Regions from separate parts of the Mus musculus genome. Here all the other regions are linked to region 1. Evidence: chromatin contacts called from public ChIA-PET, Hi-C and promoter capture Hi-C data. All regions are on one chromosome and are shown on one strand. The core of a region is the stretch at or near the end of the contact, and the rest is flanking DNA. Distances in the headings are between cores, read along the strand shown. Region 1 holds the start of Yeats4 (YEATS domain containing 4). Region 2 holds the start of Kcnmb4os2 (potassium large conductance calcium-activated channel, subfamily M, beta member 4, opposite strand 2). Region 3 overlaps Cnot2 (CCR4-NOT transcription complex, subunit 2). Region 4 holds the start of Mdm1 (transformed mouse 3T3 cell double minute 1). Region 5 holds the start of Slc35e3 (solute carrier family 35, member E3). Region 6 holds the start of Rap1b (RAS related protein 1b).

What was found. Promoter capture Hi-C pulls out the DNA fragments that hold promoters and counts their contacts. A called contact is a pair of places that touch in the nucleus more often than the background predicts. ChIA-PET counts read pairs in DNA pulled down with a chosen protein or histone mark.
Region 2: an RNA polymerase II ChIA-PET map of memory CD8 T cells shows a contact between it and region 1, with 48 read pairs. The contact joins the promoter of Kcnmb4os2 here to the promoter of Yeats4 in region 1. A contact is called at or near these places in 3 of 39 promoter capture datasets (the C10 cell line, hippocampal neurons and pre-B cells), 5 of 484 Hi-C or Micro-C datasets (CD4 T cells, CD8 T cells, embryonic stem cells and 2 more) and 5 of 115 datasets of contacts at active chromatin or transcription factors (double positive thymocytes, embryonic limb bud, large pre-B cells and 2 more).
Region 3: a Hi-C map of B cells shows a contact between it and region 1, with 7 read pairs. The contact joins the enhancer-like site here to the promoter of Yeats4 in region 1. A contact is called at or near these places in 3 of 39 promoter capture datasets (the SN4741 cell line, liver and maxillary cranial neural crest), 1 of 484 Hi-C or Micro-C datasets (B cells) and 2 of 115 datasets of contacts at active chromatin or transcription factors (bone marrow-derived dendritic cells and memory CD8 T cells).
Region 4: a contact with region 1 is called in a promoter capture Hi-C map of neutrophils, with 3 times the contacts expected there. The contact joins the promoter of Mdm1 here to the promoter of Yeats4 in region 1. A contact is called at or near these places in 7 of 39 promoter capture datasets (the 3T3-L1 cell line, 3T3-L1-derived adipocytes, hematopoietic stem and progenitor cells and 3 more) and 2 of 484 Hi-C or Micro-C datasets (liver and pre-B cells).
Region 5: a promoter capture Hi-C map of pre-B cells shows a contact between it and region 1, with 2.3 times the contacts expected there. The contact joins the promoter of Slc35e3 here to the promoter of Yeats4 in region 1. A contact is called at or near these places in 3 of 39 promoter capture datasets (the 3T3-L1 cell line, liver and pre-B cells) and 2 of 115 datasets of contacts at active chromatin or transcription factors (memory CD8 T cells and microglia).
Region 6: a contact with region 1 is called in an RNA polymerase II ChIA-PET map of memory CD8 T cells, with 26 read pairs. The contact joins the promoter of Rap1b here to the promoter of Yeats4 in region 1. A contact is called at or near these places in 3 of 39 promoter capture datasets (the 3T3-L1 cell line, liver and pre-B cells), 2 of 484 Hi-C or Micro-C datasets (B cells and pre-B cells) and 1 of 115 datasets of contacts at active chromatin or transcription factors (memory CD8 T cells).

What each region holds. Positions count from the first base shown.
Region 1 is chr10:117,223,104-117,226,096 of GRCm38.p6, forward strand. Yeats4 (YEATS domain containing 4) reads right to left here and starts at 1,404. Exons shown (of 7, transcript NM_026570.4): 1 at 1,156-1,404. The coding sequence starts at 1,206. It overlaps Gm31963 (a long non-coding RNA gene), which reads left to right and starts at 1,383. Exons shown (of 4, transcript XR_872061.2): 1 at 1,383-1,464.
Region 2 is chr10:116,471,595-116,474,699 of GRCm38.p6, forward strand. Kcnmb4os2 (potassium large conductance calcium-activated channel, subfamily M, beta member 4, opposite strand 2) reads left to right here and starts at 1,569. Exons shown (of 3, transcript NR_130644.1): 1 at 1,569-2,793; 2 at 2,891-3,039. It overlaps Kcnmb4 (potassium large conductance calcium-activated channel, subfamily M, beta member 4), which reads right to left and starts at 1,929. Exons shown (of 3, transcript NM_021452.1): 1 at 1,592-1,929. The coding sequence starts at 1,927.
Region 3 is chr10:116,504,092-116,507,412 of GRCm38.p6, forward strand. It overlaps Cnot2 (CCR4-NOT transcription complex, subunit 2), which reads right to left. Exons shown (of 16, transcript NM_001037846.3): 5 at 2,950-3,097; 6 at 2,138-2,320; 7 at 1-23. Among named protein-coding and RNA genes, the nearest start is that of Gm31593, 3.2 kb to the right of the region's middle. Within about 2 kb of position 1,395, at least 61 of the 459 cell types and tissues checked have an H3K27ac peak or open chromatin away from gene starts, as enhancers often do. A contact at or near this core is called in B cells and bone marrow-derived dendritic cells, where this site is marked.
Region 4 is chr10:118,139,905-118,143,251 of GRCm38.p6, forward strand. It overlaps Mdm1 (transformed mouse 3T3 cell double minute 1), which reads left to right and starts at 1,883. Exons shown (of 14, transcript NM_148922.3): 1 at 1,883-2,058; 2 at 2,946-3,060. The coding sequence starts at 2,041.
Region 5 is chr10:117,744,972-117,747,863 of GRCm38.p6, forward strand. It overlaps Slc35e3 (solute carrier family 35, member E3), which reads right to left and starts at 1,387. Exons shown (of 5, transcript NM_029875.2): 1 at 814-1,387; 2 at 1-24. The coding sequence starts at 1,215.
Region 6 is chr10:117,844,211-117,847,469 of GRCm38.p6, forward strand. It overlaps Rap1b (RAS related protein 1b), which reads right to left and starts at 1,764. Exons shown (of 8, transcript NM_024457.2): 1 at 1,621-1,764.

The DNA.
Region 1 (2,993 bases), core at 154-2,653:
ACTTGGGTTGGGCCTCTCAAGGGCCTATCTTGTTCCTGCCTCACCCCCACCCCTTCCCCAGCTACTAAGGAGGAAACTCAATTTGAGGACTACAGGCCTAACTTTCTCAAGTTATCCTGAACTACAAACTTCCAGATTTAACTTGTGCAAGTAGAGAAGAGTTTTCCCATGAACCTTTTGCTCTGCAATCACTTCCTACCATCCCCAAGCCTTACCTAAAACCCTGGGCAAATGCACAGCTCTACAAAGCCTCTTATACTAACACAGACTTTTACCTGGTATTTCTTTCTATTGCATTTCAGGGCTTTAGGATTTTCGATGATTTCTCATCTTACATATACTGTTAAGGCAGCTATGGATATATAGACACTATGATTAAGGTAATAAAAATAATATGACACCGATGAGGATTTTAAAATTTTTGTAGACTGATGTGATTTCTTTTAAGGAAAAAAAAAAATCCTTTCTGTGATAAGATCTGTAAGTAGAAGCCCCTTTTAGGGGCACGGGGAGAGCATCCTGAACCGGTACCTTAAAAAATAACCAGCAGGGCTGCCTCAGAGGTTAAGAGCACTGACTGCTCTTCCAGAGATACTGAGTTCAATTCCCAGCAGCCACATGGTGGCTCACAACCATCTGTAATGAGATCTGATGCTCTCTTCTGGTGTGCCTGAAGACAGCTACAGTGTACTCATATACATAAAAATAAATTTTAAAATTAAAAAAAAAAGTAACCAGCAGATGTAGGAAGGTGGGAGGGGGTGGCGAGCTGGAGGGATGGCACACAGGGAAGAGACGACTGCAGCTCAGGCTGGACAGCACACCTACATGGTGACACCTGACAACCGACTCCTGCAAGTCGTTCTCTTACCTCCACCCCTATTAATAATACACATATAGATGGGAGGGAACTGAGTGTCACAACGTCCAGTGTTAAGCAACCTTCACTAAACACGAACGAAGCTAAGCGCTCTTTGCTGACTTTATCAGCACGGGGCTTCGGGAACGACAAGACGGACGAGCCTATCCAGGGTCTGCGACTGATGCCCTAGCCACCCCGGCACCTTTGTGTTTGGCGGTGCGGAGGCGGTGACGAGGACTCGGGGCCCAATGAGCGCCGAGCTTCCGCCCCGCGCGCCGCGCCTGCGCACTGACCTTCACTCTCCCGCCGGAGTCAGGTCCAAATTCCGCCATTCTCTTGAACATATTGTCCCCGGGAAGGAGCCGCGGCGGCCAGGGAGAGAGCTCAGGCCGGCGGGGTAGCCGCTCCCCTCACGAGCCGGAGGAGGGCGGGTCGCCTGGGCTCGGGGAGCCGGACAGCCACCTCCTCCACACGCGCCGCGTCGGGGTCGGCCATTCAGCCCCGAGCTGGGAGAGCCGAGCGGAAGGGCGGGGGAGGGCGGCGGCGCATGCGCAACGGGCTCAGGCAGACAGTGCGCACGCGCGAGGCTGCAGCCTTCCCCGGTAAGAGCCTGATGAGCTGTTGCAGCGGATAAAGAGAGATGGGGATAAATTTTAGGCAGAAGTTAAGGGTAGGGAAGCACCAAAATGGTGAACGTTTGTAGCTTTAGGGTTGAGATAACCCCACACACTTCAAGATGATAGACTCTGGAATCAAAGCTTCTGATTGGGCAGGTCAGATAACTGGGCGTGGGCTTGGTAAAGAATATGCTGCCAAGCCTTGTGACCTGAGTTCGATTTCCAAGGCCAACATGATGGCACTACAGAAATGACTCCACTTCCCGCTCTTCATGGCTCAATCTGTTCTGCTGGCCATGTTCAGTCTGACTTTTCCAGATTCGTCGGGAATCTGTTTTCTCCCTATCTACAGTAAAAACCTCCTAAACCATGCCTAAGAGGGTCATGTTCTTATTTTCACTCACCATTCTTCTCTCTCATACCCTTCCCCAGTTGGAACTCTTCTTTCCAACAAGCCCCCCTCCTACTTTCATGCCCTCTTAGTTCGTGACCTATTGGCTTTAATTGGCGTTTCCTGTCCTACTATGGATGTGGGATTCTTTACCGAAGCAAGAGTAATTTATCAGTGGTACCTTACTAAAGAAAATGGCATCTCTTTCCCAAACAGTCATGAATTTTCAATAGTCCCTCTGGGAAGGGTGAGGCCCCTGGACCCCTCCCGCCATCCATGTTGAAATGTTAACATGCAATCGCAGGTCCTATGCAGATAACCGCAGCTGCAGTAAGTTCATGAGTGCAATGGCCACGTTGTGGCCAGAAGGTGTCGTTTTTGATACATGTCTCTCCATTCTCTGGCTCTTTATACCCTGAAATATTCCCCAATCTTGGAAGGAGTGGTACAACTGTCCCGAATAGTGCTAAGCACACCACCATCTCTTATTCCTGGGCGTTTTGGCTAGTTTTGGGTTTCTGCATTAACCACTGCTCATTGCAATAAACTTCTCTGATGAAGGCTGGGCACAGCACTAATCAATGAGAATAATCAGGAGACCGAGAAGCGAATTTAACAGCATGGTCAATCAATTTTTGCTAATTTTTAAAGAAAAGATTTATTTTATGTATGGGAGTACACTGTAGCTGTCTTCAGACACACCAGAAGAGGTCAGCGGATCCCACTACAGATTGGTTATGAACCACCATGTGGTTGCTGGGAATTGAACTCAGGTCCTCTGGAAAAGCAGCTAGTGCTCTTAACCACTAAGCCCCCAATTTTTGCTAATCTTTAATAAAAGTATTTTTTTTCACTGTATTATCTATTGAGAGAGAGAAAGAGAGAGAGAGAGAATGAATGTGGGTCCTAGAGATCTGGTTAAAGTCATCAGGCTTGATAACAAGTACCTTTACTTTTGCCAGCCCCTGTTTTTGATAATCTTGGCTGTTTCTATAGTCATCCCGTATTTTGAGGTTGTCCTGGCAGCTCTTGAGTATGTCCTAACTCTGTTTCTTAATTGATATCTAAATGTCATTCCCCTTCCTTGATCACCTGATATAAGCTTAGAGCTTCTAAGGGAGAC
Region 2 (3,105 bases), core at 319-2,818, 750 kb before region 1:
ACACACACACATATATAATTGATTAAACGACTATCTCAAAAATAATTAGCAGTGTTTCACCAACTATGACTACACCTGTATGGCAAACTACAGAGCACCTTCCAAATCACTAAGTTACTACTTGACACCTTTCTTAGATATTTTTCACTTAATTCTGATTTTTACAATGCTTTCTCAAAGCCACCAGACCTCTTATTAAATTCTCAAGCACTATGCAGATTAACCCACATCTGTTTTTGAGACCGATCACTTCGGCAAGACCTTGGTCCTTAGAGACTGGATTCCAAATGTTCACGTCTACACTTACTGTTCTTGGATTAGCTCCATTTTTAAAAGCAAACGAGCCTCCGTGCACTAGCGGGAGACTTTTCCATTGAGGAGTCCATCATATGTTCAAAGACTAGTTTCTTCTAACTTTCCAAATAAGTGAGTTACGCCCGAGTTTCTCTGCACAGCGGTAGTGATCTTGTTTAAAATAATGAATTCCGATTAATCTATCTGGTCACATTTAAGAGAACATGTTCCTGCACGCACAGGACTCATTTTCTTTGGAATGATTTCTGCTTGTCTTCCAGCACAGCCCCCAGGAAGTACAAGGACTCAGTAACTTGAATATATATACACACCTTCAGCTGGCAGCAGAAAGGAACACAGGCATCAAAGAACCCTCCTGCAGAAGCAGGCACACTGCAAGGCTCAATTAGTTCACGGACTGGGGACACAGCTTTTTATAAGTGCTTTCCTACCCCGGGGAAGTTTTCTGAGTCTCCCTCTCTGCTCTCCAGAGGCTAGAAAGTCCTAACCAGGTTTTATCTATTTTTTTCCCTCTTTTTTTTTTTTTTTCCTCCCCTGTAACAACAAAAGAAGTTGTCAGGAAACCGCTGCTTGGTATATGTCATCAAGGGCTTTCTATTTTCGGTAAGTTGTTCTCCTACTTACTCCTTAGTTACAGCTTCTCATTGTGCCCAAACACTCAGAGTGGTTAGGACCCTTCAGCCTCCACCACCAGCACCAAGCAAACCAACCCGACCTCATCAGAATCTCTTCTTGGATTCCTCCTGATGGCTGTTGACCCCACCCTCACCATCCCAAGTCTATCTGTAGACCTCAAGTTAAAAACTTCAGTTTAGAACTAAAATTCAAAAGTCACTTAAGATACTTTCCAGAAGCGAAGAGACCCCTTTAACCTCTCAAAGAAGGGAGTTCTTGAGCCCCATAGAAGCTCAGGCCATATACTGGAGTACCTGGGTCCTGGGCTATCCCATGGCTACATTGGAAGGAAAAGTTAACTTTCTTTGCTCCTTGAGTTTAGGCAACCCCTTCCCGCAGGCGCTGGACCTGGGGTGGTCCGGAGCTCAAAAAAATCTAAGAACAGAAAAGATCTGTTTGCAGAGAGGCTCGCGTACCACCGCCCAGTAGGCAAACACACCCCGAGGTCTGGAGCCCTGGGCTCCAGGGATGCGTGCATGCACCTCATGCCTCCCTCGCATCAACTCCGAGCGAGGACAGTGCACTCGATTCTTCCCCTGGGGTCTAACCGGGACGTTGGCCCCGAACCTGCACTGTTAGGCGGGAGCTCCCGCGCGCTTACCTTGGGGTTGGTCAGGAGCTGGTGCTGGTCGCTGTGTAGCAGCGCCCTGGAGTTGGACTCGGAGTTGTTCACGTACACCTGGACGCAGGGATACTGCGAGGTGCCCCTGCAGTCGGTGCCACAGGTGAAGGTGCACTCGAACACCTCGCCGATCTGCTGCACCGACAGCACGGTGCAGTTGGCCGCCGTGGCTTGCAGATCCTGCAAGGCGGGACTGAGCCAGCAGAAGCCGAAGATGAAGAGCGACAGGATGCCGGAGACGATGAGGAACAAGCCGAGCCGGATGCTCTTGTCTTCGGCTTCCGTGTACTCGTAAGACACCCTGAGCTTCGCCATCGCCCCCCACTCTCCACGGCTGGCGCGCTCCCCGCCCCCTCCCGCCCCCGGCGCCGAGCTCAACCGCCTCGGGCGGGAGGAGCCGCCGCCGCCGCCGCGCGACAGCAGGGGAGTGGGCGGCGAGGGGGCGCGCGCGAGAACAAAGGGGCCGAGGCCGGCGACGCCCCCGGCGGCGGCGACGGCGCTGCCCGAGGCCGGGCTCCCGGGTGCCACCGCCGCCTCACAGCGTCCGGCACCCCGGGGCTCCCCGAGCCCGCCCCCGCCCCCGCGCGCTCCGCGCCCCGCGCCCGCCTCCCCGCGCGCGCCGCCCGCCTGCCATCGCCGCGGCCGAGCGCCCGGCGCCCCGACGCTGGGAGCGACTGGGCTGCTGAGCCCTGGCTCCGCGTTGAGCGAGGCTGCTCCTCCCCGCCCTGGGCGCCGCCGCCCCGCCCCGCCCCGCGCCGCGCCCCGCAGCTCCCGTGGGCGAGCACCCGGGCCGCCGCGAGCTGCTCTCGGAATCCTCGCCAGATGCAACCTGGAGAGATGGCGGAGACGGTCGAGGCGAACGCTTAGCACCGAGGGAGCGTGGCTGGGGAGAAAGTTAAAAGAGAGAAAAAAAAAATTTTTTTAAGTGGGGGAGGATGGCGTGAGCGTGCGAAGCGGGAATCTTCAAACTCCGATCCGGGGAGCTGCGGGGCAGCAGGCGCACCGGCAAAGGGAGCTCCGGTGGCGGCGAGCGACAGAGGGCACCGGCGCGGACGCGGGGGGATGCCCACAGGCGAGCGGCCGGGAGCCGGAGGTCCCCGCGGATCCCACGCCGCCACCGGGACCGTGCAGGCTAACACGATTGGAGCCTTGAGCGTCGGTGGACTTTCCTGGAAAAATAGGTGCCAGACAGCGGGAACGACCCCTAGGGGGTGGACGCAAACAGGTGGCAAAGCCTGGCCTCGGGCTGGTGAGAGCAGACTCTGTTGGCCTCTTTAGGAATATTGCCACCCTTAGCTGGCCCTGAGATTTGCAGGTGAGCTTTTTCTGGAGCTCTGTGCAAGGCGACCGCGGCTTGCAGACACTTTGGAACTCCACCCTATCGATGTACACCTTTATTCAGCCTCTATTCTCCTGACTTTTCCTTTGTAAGTTTAAATTTGCTTTTTACCTACATTTTTTTAAAGATCATAAAACCAAACTTGAGAACTGTT
Region 3 (3,321 bases), core at 145-2,644, 720 kb before region 1:
TGTTCATTCCAAATCCAGACATACTGGGTACATAGAAAATAATTTTAGATATACAGTAAGAACACTAACTTTGAGATGTAGAAAAATAAAAGTATATATTTTGGGTCTCCTCATATAAAACAATAATATGTTTCAAAACCAATGCTAATTTGAGACTACAATATTTTAATTTAAAAATTTCTCTAAAATTCTTCAATGAACAAGAAAGAATCAAACAATTTAAACAAATTAATTTTAAAAACCGAAAAAGAAACTTAGTTATGAGTGGTGAAGAACGGAGATGAAGAGTATCATTTAATGTGTGCTGGTGTGCTAGCTTTCTGGATAAATGCATCTACTTCAACAGTATACAGTAGGTAAAGATTACCCCTCTCAACACTTGCTTTTGTTCCTGACTTATAAAGCTTGCTTTTCAGTGCAAGTCTTCTCTTTGCAACCTGTCTTTTCCAACTATTCTTTCCTGGGAGTCTATGTCTTATTCATTCTCTGCCCCCTGGTGTTTAGATTTACAAGGTAATCAATAAATGTTGACTTGACCTGAATTAAACTGACCGGTTACTTTTAAAAAAACTGAATTTAATGTTTTAAAACTCATCATTCATATCTTAAATAGAGCTTAGTTTTCATCTACTAAACAGAAAAAAAGTTCCACATAGTACTCTCAATTTTGAATTAATGCATAACTTGGTTTCTGCAAATAATTATAAACAACCCCCCTTTTTCTTTTGTATAAACCGAAGCAAAACAATAAAAAGGAACTGCATTCAAAAGAAGACCAGATAATTAAGAATGTCAACAAGGATTATTAATGAAGATTCTACAAAGAAACTTTATCATGAAATAGTCTTCTTGTAGGTTAGTGTGCCAGTGCATAGCAGAGCTAAGCATCTGGAGATGACAACTGTAACTTCGCTGCCTGATCCAGTAGACCTAGCCACCTTTGGTTAAGCTATGCAGCTAGTGGAACAACATTCTAGAGCAAAGGTAGAGTGTCAACAAACATTTGTTCCTATTATACTAGAGCTACTGGTTATATAAGTCCCCTCAAATACAGATTTAATATTCAGCTGAAGCCATTTCATAGCAAAAACAATTTATAAGTAGTATACATAAGTAGAAGTTAAGAGTTTTATTACAGTGACATTTTTATGCAAAGTATTTTTTGACTAATTAAAATGTGAAATATACAAGAAAGTAAAAATATTTAATGAACAAGAATGCAGAATGATGCCATAAAGCCTAAACAATACAGTTAAGCTATCAAAAAGAGTTATAATGACATGTTGTAAATAATTGCTTAAAAACTTAGATTAAAATGACAGGATACTATAGATAGAGCCTACACAGAACAACTGGAGTTGTGGGACAGAGGCTAAGCAGGAAGTGTGCTAAGCACCCATCTGAGTACAGATTGACAAAGAGGAAGTGAGGTGGCCAGGACAGCAACAACTACAGGACGGTGTGAAACTAAGTATAACATACATATGACATGTGACTCAAATTTATGTTGCTTTGCAACAAAGCTTTACATTTCAGATATAACTCTCATGTTACCCAAACAGTTGAATCACTGTTCTTATTTGTACAGTACAAATGGAAAGAAAAACACTAGCTTAATTTTTTGTTTGTTTGTTTTTAATCTCTAGACATAAAATTTAGAGGAGCACTGTTTTGAGATACTCTGCATGCAATTGTGAAAGGTTTTCCGTAGCTCAGCGGGCATCCAGATCGTGCCTGCCTGAAGCATGGCAGCGATAACGCAGCATGCTCTCCTCCAGTCATACTCCTAACCCAGAACTCTTAGAATCACACAATGGATAAACTCTACTTAATAATAAAAGAATAAATCAATAAAAAATTTGCCTGGTGACAACCCAAGAACATTTCCTTTCTAATACCACATCAACAAAAAGATTTAACGTGTTATGTAAAATAAAACCATCTTTTCTAAGAGAATATGTTCTGAGTCTTCAGAGCGTTAAGAATTATGATAGGTAACAACTCTGTTCACAAATATACAATTAAAACACACCTATGAGACAGAAGCCACAGCTCAAAAACAAAGCGTTGCACATGAAAGGGCAAACCTGAGGATACCCCAAAAGACAATTATATGCAGTATCAGTAAACATCTTACCTGTTCACAGTAAAAGGCTGTCGAGAAGGCTGTTGCTTTGGCATACATATTATGCTTGGCGAGCTTCTGTTGGGGCTACCTAACCCTGAACTGCTCATGCTATTTGTCCTGCTAGGAATTCCAATGCCCTGACCAACCTGGGAGTGGTTCATCATATTCCTAGGATTCATAGGCAAAATACCCCTGAAAAAGAAGTCCATTATACTAAATAAGCTCTCTACAATCACTCATTAAAATTCTCTATAATCAATCAATTGCTCTAACCCCTACAATTTCAAATAAACATTCAGCTGTATTCCTAACTTTATAGTGGAACTAAAAAAGGTGCCATCATAAAAGAGAACTACTGGGACAACTATGATATAAATTACAAATGTTTTCCACATATATATTTAGAATAATTTCATTCAAAGTTCAAATTATTCTGTCCTCTTGATATTAATAATATACAAAATCTATGTTATCTATTTCCTTTTACTGTAACTAAACAAAAGATGTATAGTGTGGGAGCAAGCAAGGCACACAGTTATCTTGGAGCATTTTAAATTGAACATCTTTAAGGAAGAGGAGTGCAGCCTTTTGTAAAAGCTCCCGAGGAGGCAATTAAACCCTGATCCATCCAGATGACAACTAGCTTAGCTTCAAGATCAAATGCTATCACTGCAATGACATAAAATGAGCATAGGTATTGTTTTCTGAGTGCAAGGCACTGAACCAGAAAATCAAGTAGTTCATGACCATATTAAAAAATTAAAAGCTTGCTTACTCTACAAAAATACATTCTGAGAAGATTCTGGTCCGTTAATAAATACCTGCTTGGAGATGGAGGCGTGTGAAGTGACATTGTTGGTACCCCTGTTGTTGGCGTGACGTGGCTCGGTAACTGAGTGCCTTGTGATAAGCTGCGATTTAACTGAGGGGTATTGTTGCTCATCCCCCTCATTGGAAGGCCTAGTGCACCTAATAAGAAAATTCAGAAGGAGGAAATTCATTGCCATCGGGAATGAAATTGGTGTCCATCTTCTGGAGTTGGCGATTTAAAACATTTTAAATGACCTAGCATTCAACTCACTGCAAATGGACTCGAATTTTAAACAGAAGTTTTAGTCTGAAATTTAGTATTTTGATTGTTTTTCTATTTTTCATATTTTGATTTTACAATAAATTATGTAAATAATTATAAC
Region 4 (3,347 bases), core at 633-3,132, 920 kb after region 1:
TATGGCTGTTGGAGAGAGTCTCTGTGATGCTGCTGGGCATACTGTGCATGGCTGTACATGCCAGTGAGGCAGTTCACATTGAATCTTGAAAAATGTGTGTGGGATTTTGGAATCCACTCCATCCTTGTGGTTTTTTTTTTGGCAAGAGTTGTTGGTAACACAGAGACTACATAATTTATTCAGTGTTCAAACCTTTTTTTTTTATTCCATATCTTTGATTCATTTCCCCAGGGTGGGGGGTGGGGGGAGTTGATTTTTGCTTAACCGTGACAAAGTAAACATTTCTCCCTTGAGTCCCTGCAATACATCTCTAGCAAAGCTGGGTGTCACCAAGTCATCTTTACCAACGGCCACATGCGTTTCTTGTCATTGATTCCCTGCCCAGCAGAGCTTTATCCCAATCGCCTTTGTTCCTTTTTAAGCAGACAGGCTATGTTCTTCTACCTACTTCCCCTGAGACTGTGTGGTGACAAAGCTTTGTGTACAATCAGAACCGGCTCTGTCCTATCCTGTAAGGTCCTGGCTGGCTTCCTGCAGGGGGTTTCATTTCATGTTCCACTGTGTCTTGCCTGTGTCATTTTTAATTCACAGGACTGGGGTTCTGTCCTCACCGATTAACATTAACGAAAGGTCTCCTGGATGCATGGCAGCACAGGGTCTTATTTAATATTCTCTCTGTTTTAGATATCAGGTGGCTTCTTCAAATGAATTTTTAAATTATCTCCATGATAATGAAGAAGATCGGAGACATCAATTAGGAGCCAAGAAGAGGAGTCTGCAGGAAGCACTTGAAGGGACTGGGAAGGGTTGATGGGAACATCCCAACACAGGACAAAGGTAAATTCATTATTCCTAGAAGAACCCCGGCAACCTTCTCTCCAGACATATGTCTGCCTTGATCATCTTATCTTCCTCTTCTTGCAGTTGTAATTTTCAAGGCCAAGTCTGAAAATTACCCCTGAGCCTCTTCTAATCATCTCTACCCTCAGGGACCACTCTGCTTCAAACTTCCCATTCATGCCTCTCACTTGGAAAGCGAGCCCAGGACATAGTATATTATGATCGACTAAATAATGTATTTAGCATGTCTGGGTAATTTTTTTTCTGGACTTTCAGAATTAGCAGTGTTTCACGATGGGCAATAACCTATAAAAGTCAAATGGAATTTTATTTTTATTTATTCTTTCAAGACCGAGTTTTTCTGTGTAGCCCGATACTGGAACTCACTCTGTAGACCAGGCAGAGATCTCCCTGGCTCTGCCTGCCCAATGTTGGGACTGGTGGTGCATGCCTTTAATCCCAGCACTATGGAGACAGAGCCAGGTAGATATCTTTGAGTTCCAGGCCAGCCTGGTGTACAGAGGGAATTTTATTTTTAAAAAGGATGAGTTGGCTTTGCGGTCTTAATAAACTTTACTTGAATCATCCTAGGTCGTATGTATTTTTGGACCTATCCTTTTTGACCCAAGGCTCGTGTAACGCTTCTCTCCTTAGCAACTTCTTTTCAGCCGGGTACTCTAGGGGCAATTTCCTTTATGGACAAAGAGACTGTGGGTTCTGTCGTGCATTCTGGAATGCCAGGCACACTTTCACGTTCTGTGATGTCAGGGAGCTGGAACCAGTGAGGTAGGCTCTTGCCGAGCCCGGCCACACTACACAGACAGGCTGCGGTGCGCGCACTGCGGGGACTCTGCCTGCAGCCTCCTGAACAAAGCTCCCGCGGGCTCCGCCCACCGCAGCTCCGGTATCCTCATTGGCCAGCTCTTCGCCCGCCATTAGGGAGCGGGGCCGTGCCCTTACGAGTGCTGGTTGGTCTAATCGTAATGACGGTGAGGGCTGCCATTGGTCTTTAGGCCTCAAAATGGGCGGAGCAAGGCCGAGAGGCGGGGCGGGAGGGCGGCGCGGAGTGCGCCGGCGCGTCGTCGGGGACGCCGGGTCCAGGATCTTGCTAGGGAACCAGTGTTGTCGCGTCGTCCCGCCCCCTCGGGGCTTTTGCTCCCGTTAACTGTCGGCGGGGCAGGCTCCGCAGCGCAGGGCGACATGCCGGTGCGCTTCAAGGTGAGGCCGGGGGCTGGGCGGCGGGTGGCGGGGACGCCGCGGGGTGGGTGCGTGACGCGCCTGTGCCGTACCGAGCCTCCTGGCCGGAGCCTGTGCGGGGCGGAGGATGCTCCGGCCGGTGGCCCAGCGCGGAGGGGCGGGTGGGGAGAGTTCGATGGGGGCCTGACGGCGTCAGTCTGGGGTCGCCAGGAGCGGAGGCGGAAGGAGGGCCCTTGACAGTGGGACGAAAGGCTGCTGTCGGTGTAGGACACCTGTGGTTCCTCTTGCCGATAGCATTCAGCTCCTTTCCTGCAAAACTTTAAAGCGCGCGGGTCTTTTAAACGCTTGGGAAGCGGGCCCCAGTAAAAGGAGAGCGTGGGTAGGTGTGCAGCCTGCTAGTTGCACGTTTGCTTTAGGTTTTGCTCACAGTTCCAGATAGCTGTCTGTGTCTAACGCCTTTCCACGCAACAGGTGGCCACAGTGTTTCTGTAATCCCGGACTCTTTAATTCTAAAGTGCTTGCCAGACAGAGTGGGAGGGGAACACGTCTTTCTCTAATTGCCTTTTATTAAAAGCCATAACATTATGCACTCGATGAATTTAGGATAAACCTCTAGTGAGGACTTAGGTTTGTTACCACACTTTGGAATCAGAGAACCAGTTATAGCGCAGCCTCATTGAGGGACTCCGGCTTGTCTGGCTCGGGTGGTTGTGAGGATTAAGGGGCTACTTAGCCCAGGGCTGGGTAAATATTAGCTATTATTAAGGAGCTTGACTGGGGTTTAATTCTCATTCTTGGGCCTTTCAAGAACACTCTTCAGAGGTTGAGGTTTTTTTGTTTTTGTTTTTCTTTCTGATGCTAAAACACCTCTTCACTACACTGTGCTCAAATTGCACTTTTCATTATAGGGGCTGAGTGAATACCAGAGAAACTTCCTGTGGAAAAAGTCCTATTTGTCAGAGTCTTATAATCCCTCAGTGGGACAAAAGTACTCATGGGCAGGACTTAGATCGGATCAGTTGGGTAAGTTGAGCAAACCAATAGCTATCATAACTTGAATAAACCTTGGGTTCTGTTTACAAAACAATTAAAATCTACCTGTGTTGGCCTCATGTATAATTGGCAAATATTTATTGATGCTATACTGCGATCCCAGAGTCCCTTATGTACAAACAAACAAAAACAAACAAACAAACAAAAAACACAAAGAAACTCATCAAATCGAGTTGTATATAAAATAGCATGATATCAAAAAAAGTTGAATAGTAAAACTGAAGGGGAAACGCCTGAGATTGGTTGTTCTGAAAGAG
Region 5 (2,892 bases), core at 137-2,636, 520 kb after region 1:
GATTACACCTACAGTAATAGGAATCTGCAAAGACAAAGAGGCAAATGCTGTGAGATTAAATTCAAGAATGATGTCTTACAACACTAAGGAAACATAACAGTGGGGCTGGGGTGGGGGAGCACTGTAAGTTTTCTTTGGGGAAAACTGCCAATCCTTCTCTACAGAGATTCACATACAACTCTACATCTGGAAGAAAATATGAATCCGTGCGTTGTGCTTTGTAAGGAAACAGGACACACATTTACAGGGAATAAAATAATCCCCCAAACCAGTACTTAACACATAAGCATAAACAAGGAAGGAGGAAAGCATTATGACTGGAAAAACGAAAAAACCACTAAGTGCTAATGTTATTTTAACGAATCTCCTTTTATGTAAACACAAGGCACCCCAGCAGTGTGCCACTGAAGGTGTATTCCGAGGTATTTTATGCTAAACCATTTCATGTTTATCACTTCTGGTTCGATTTCCTGGGGATATTCTTTTCTTTCCAGGTTGAGCTTTCGCAGATATCCTGACACACTGAACTGTTCCATTAAGGCAGCTCTCTCCCTCATCAATCCCAGCAGTTAAAGATTTCTATCAGGAACACACCCATTTACTAAATAGCAGCGGAGTGTCGAGATGGCCTTTTCCACCCCTCCCCAAACAAGCTTCTTATAAGGGCCTGGCTCGTGTGTGGAGTAAAGATTATGGGAATGGGCTTCCGTCGTGCCAGGCTATAAGCAAGGTGTATTCAGTTTTCCCGGGGAGAAAGGCAGCCAGGTAGCTGGGCAGGGACAGGCTCGCGCAGCGGCAGCGGCAGCTACTCACCAGCGTGAGCTGTATTCTGACGGAGAATCTCTTCTGGTACCAGAAGGTTTGGATGGCTATGATCACCGGCGTGGTCATGGCCTTGGCCAGCTGATAGGTGCCTATGGTGTTGTTCTGCAGAGAAAGGTTGGTGAAGACCACAAAGCCACAGAAGCTGAGGGCCAGGAGGAGGAGCTTGGAGAGCGGCAGACTTTTGGGGGCAAAGATGTTCAGTTTCTGGCAGATGTACAAGCCCAGCCAGGTGACCACGAAGTGCACCAGGGTCAGGCTCATGTTGGGGAAGCCGTGGTGTACATAGATCCATTTGTTGAGGAACACGATGCAGATGGACACCAGCAGGTTGAACAGGAGCCCGGCGGCGATGCGCCCGTTGCCCCGGACCCGGTCCGCCAGCGATGCCATGATGCCCGCCGGCTGCGGAGCAGCGTCCTCGGCCGAGCCCGGGCTGTCCAGCCTCCCCGCGGGGCGCTCGGACGCTCTCCCGCTGTCCCGGCTCTCCGCCGCCGCGCGCCCGCAGCCGCCCGCTCCACGGTCCGGCCGGAGACAGGCATGCGCCAGCCGGGTCCCGGTCGCTGCGCCGCGAGGTAATAGGCCGCCGCCCTCCGAGCGGGTCCGCCACGGCTCCTCCCAGCCCCGCCCCCGCGCAGCCACGTGATTCCGCCGCGCAGGCGCGCTCGGCGCTCCGCTGGGTTGCTTAACTCGGCTGGAGGGAAGCCCTTGGCTCCCAGGGAAGATTAGTTTCTGTGGCCGATTCCCCGACTTACTGGGAGGCGCAGATTCCCCGCCAGTTTTACTCTCCACGTTGCTGAGCTGTTTTAATCCTCTGAAGGGGGGCAGAGCATTACTTACTGAAAGCATATTTTAAAATATCTTTAAAAGTCTAAACAGGCCGGGCGGTGGTGGCGCACGCCTTTAATTCCAGCACTCAGGAGGCAGAGGCAGGCGGATTTCTGAGTTCGAGGCCAGCCTGGTCTACAGAGTGAGTTCCAGGACAGCCAGGGCTATACAGAGAAACCCTGTCTCGAAAAACCAAAAATAACCGTCTAAACAGGTAAGAGTGGATGGACAACTAACTGTCGTCTACTGTAGATTTAAACATATTTTGGCGTATTTGCCTCGAAAAACTTTAAACCACAGAATTTTTTACCCACGAAGTTTTTTTTTTTTTTTAGTAAAACCTAAGAAGCAAGTACATTTACCTGTATGCCCAAGATATTAATTGCACTTCTAAGAGGCATATTATAGTAGCAAGCATGCAGTCCAGTTTCAAAGTTACAGAGCTGGAGAGGAAGTGAAAAATTATATATTTTTGGTTTTGTTTTTCGAGGCCGAGAACTCATTCAGGCTAGACTCGATCTCAATATTCACTTTTATTCACACTGTTACAATATGAGAGTGGTATTTCTCATCTGCAAACGTCAAATACCAACTCAAAGTCTGTCCACACTGATTGAAAACGTGGACCCCCCACTTTTACAATGTTACAGGGATTAAATAGAGCAGACTTGGAAGTCTCTACAGAGCTAAGGATGACACAGAACGGATCTCCCTGCTTCCACCCATTGAAGTGTCACATGCCTTGCAACTAATGTGTAGTTTTAAGTTTTGGACACTATTTCATAGGTTTTTATGATCTGTTTGCTTATGTCTCTGCCCGTTTTCTCCAGGATACCGTTTTTTTCTAATTGGCACTGAAAAGAAGGTCTTTGCATCAGAGGCACAAGAGACTCTTTGATGAATTTTCCACAGTTAATTACGTGTGTGTGTGTGTGTGTGTGTGTGTGTGTGTGTGTGTGTGTGTGTGTGTGTGTATGGGTGCCTGTGTGACGGTCAGAGGATAACTCGGAGTCAGTTCTCTCCGTCCACCAGATGGACTGAATTCATGCTGTAGGGTTTGGGAAGCAAGCACCTTTACCAGATGCCGTCATATCAGCTACGTTCCTCTTTCGTACCGCATTTTTTTTAGAGAATTGCCCGTTTACTTAGATGTCTTGTCTTAGTTGGGGAGGAAAGGGTTTGTTTGGCTTACACGTAGCTGTTTATCACCAAAGGGAGTTAGGACTGGAACTCATTCATACA
Region 6 (3,259 bases), core at 514-3,013, 620 kb after region 1:
TGAAACTACCTAAGGGGTTGACGTATTCCATACCATTTAGCTAACTATGGCACTCTTGGAGAAGAGAGCATAATGGGACCAATAATCTCTACCAAGATGTAATTCACAATTAAAAAAAAAAAAAAGTCACATTGCTTCCTGTGGATTGTCCTTTATGGATAGACCACGGCTTTACAAATCAGCAGACTCAGGTAATTGGTTATCTATTTTAGGCCTTAGTTTCCTCCTCATGAAACGACAGGGTGGGACCAGATGATTTAAAGAGTCTCTTTCCGGCCCTAAAAAGCCCCATGACTCTATTATGACTTAATACACTGACTTCATATCAGGCTTTAAGAGTGGTAAGGGCTTTAAATTAAAAGAATTTCTCCATTCAATTAAGTTACTTCTTGCTAAGATAAACTCCTTTCAGGCAAGTCTCGACAACGTTCTAATTATACAAAAGAAAACTGAAAAAAAAATGAATTTACAAGCTAGAGGCACTCGGTATATATTAATACACACTGCCAGCAAAGCAAACATTTCAACGAGACTCAATTGATTTTTAAAATATTGAAAAGTCCAGCCTGCATCGTAATGTCAACTTTCAACTTAGTAAAAAAAAAAAATGTGAGTTCCTATTACTGTAATAAAGAAGTGCTTGTATGCACACGAGTCGAGAGTCGCAGGGCCAAAATATCTTTCTAAAGCATTGGGGGGTGGGAGGGGGCAAGCGAAAGGAAAGCAATCCCATCTGCTCAAAACTCTTAAGCGAAGATGTTTCTTCCAAAGGCATCTTCTCCTCCCGCCCCCCTCCACCCCAAGGAAAATCCCGAGGGCCTAGTTCCCAAATTCACGGCGCTGATAAGTCAGTTTCAGAATCAGACACCTCGAGATGGCGAAAAGAAAAAAAAAAAAAAAAGGAGAAGAGGACAAACTTCCTGGATTTTTCTCTCTGCAAGAGAAAAAGAGATTTCCTCTTGCTGACGAAGGAAAGGCCCCTTTAACATTTTTTTTTTCCCTCTGCACGGTGGCGGCTGCCAGACTAGGTGGGGCTCGCTCCGCTGCCTTCCTCCTGCCACTTCCCGCAACAAATGAAGCAAGCCAGCCCCGATCCGGGCAAACTTTTTCCCTGTCAGGCTCGAGCCCGCGGGGCGCCGGGGAGTGGTCCCCCCGCCCCCCCTCGCGACGCTGCTCCGCCCGCCCGGCCCCGGGCTGGGAGAAGCCCGGGTGTCCGCAGAGGACAACTTTCTGGTTTCCGCTCTAACTTCCACCCACCGCCGAGGCGGGGAGCGGGGCGCGGCGGGGAAGGCTGCGGGGGCCTCGGGCAGGCGGGTGGGGGCTCCTCGGGCGCTCACTTCCTCCGCCATATTTCAGACATTTGACCCCTTCCGCAAAGCGCGCTGCTCCCCCGCCGCGGCCGCGGTTCCTCCCCGGCCGCCCCGAGGCGGCGCGCCCCGCCGAAGCGAGCGAGGGACTCGGGGGGCCCCCCGCCAGCCACCTGCCGCGCGCCCGGGCCACCCTCGCCGCCGCGGGGGCCATCGGGCTGCCCCGCCCGGTCCGCGCCGCACCCCACCTCTCCCCTCAGCCGGCGCCCGGCCCCCCGCCAGCCTCGCGGCCACGCACGCACCCCGCGCCCACCTCTCGCGCTGTCACCGGGTCGCCGCCGTCGCCCTCGCCGTCGCCGCGCGTTCCCTTCGGGTCGCTGCTCCCGGCGCCACGGCGGTCTCTGCCGCTGCCGCCGTCGCCGTCGCCGCCGCCGCCGCCGCTCGGGCTGCTTTCCACGCCTGACTCTGGGCGAGGTTTGGCGGTGTCGCCTTGACGTCAGGCGTTCAGCCTCGCTCTCGCTTCCGCCCGCGGGCGGGGCGCGCAGGAGCGCAGCCCGGGAAGGGGCGGGGCCGAGGCGGGCCCTGGCGGAGGGGGGCGGGGTCTCGTCGTGCTCGCCTCGCAGTGGGCCTCGCCCCGGCTCTCGGTCGCCGGCTCCGGCCGTGGCCCTTCTCCCCTGCCCTGCGTCTCGTTGCTGCGGTCGGCCTCGCCCCCCGCTGGCTGGGCTGTCCGACATAATCGGTGTCAGCCTCAGCGGAGCGCATCCGTTTCGACCCCAGCGGGTAACGGGGAGCTCAGGGGCTTGGAAACCTCTGACGCCTTCGCGGGGCCTCCGAGTGCACAGTCGCCAACGCCCCCAGACCGTCGGTGTTCGCGTGGTCCTTTGTGCTGGGGAAGTAACAGAGCAGCAGTTCCCACTCCCAGAGCGCGAGGGCAGCTTTTCATTTTTCAAATGGCCTTTCTTTAGGTTTGACAAGTATTTCAGCCTGTGGTGTGTTAAGCAGGGCCAGCTGTCCAAATTACCCTGCCAGACGCAGTTCGCGAATGGAGGATTCCAAAGCATGCTTATGGCCTGTGCCTAAGTGAACAGTTTATAGAATTAAAATAATTGGTTCATGGAAGAGCATGCCTGGGGCGCCTTCATGACTTTATAGATTACTCATAGATGTCAGTCTATGATGTGACTCCGAAAAGCTCTGTCCAAAAATGACTTGTTCCAAAGAGCACAAGAACTTACATCGATCTAGGTAATTAGAATATTTTCTCACCATCACCTTTAATATGAGAATCATGCTATCAGAGCTTTGTTTGGAAGACTTTGTTTCTGCTCTGATTACGCTCTCTTCATTGCGTGGTCCTGGCTGGCCTGACCTTGCTATGTTGACCAGCTTGGCTTTCATCTCAGATACACCTGCCTCTACGTATGGAGTGCTGGGGATTAAAGGCATGCGCCACCACTGCCAGCGAGGGAAAAGGTTTTGATGAACAAAACTTGAGAGGAAAGTACTGAAAGGAGTAGGCAATTTAGCTGGCCCTCCCTGTACAAATTATTCTGGAAATTTAACGAACCCTAGAAGAGAAATGGAGACGTGACCACTACGCTAACCTGAGTTAAGTGAGCGAGTAAGAAAGAATTATAGCTGGGTCTCAGGATGCCAGTCTGTAAGAGCACACCTCTTTCTTCTGCAGACTGAGCAGGAGGTGGCTCCTTGCAAATTCTAGGTTGCTGAGGCCACAGAGTAAGTTAAAGCCAACCTAAACGGTTTTGTGAGATTCTCAAGAAGTTAAAAAAAGGGGGGGGGCATAGCTTAATGATCCAGTACTTGTCTAGCAAGTGTCCGAGTGTAGTAGGTTCAACCTTTAGAACAACAAAAAAAGAAAAAACCCATAATTGACAGTTGTGTGTGCTTCTGCACGCTTGTGCCCTCGCCTGTGGGCACACAGAAGCCAGAGG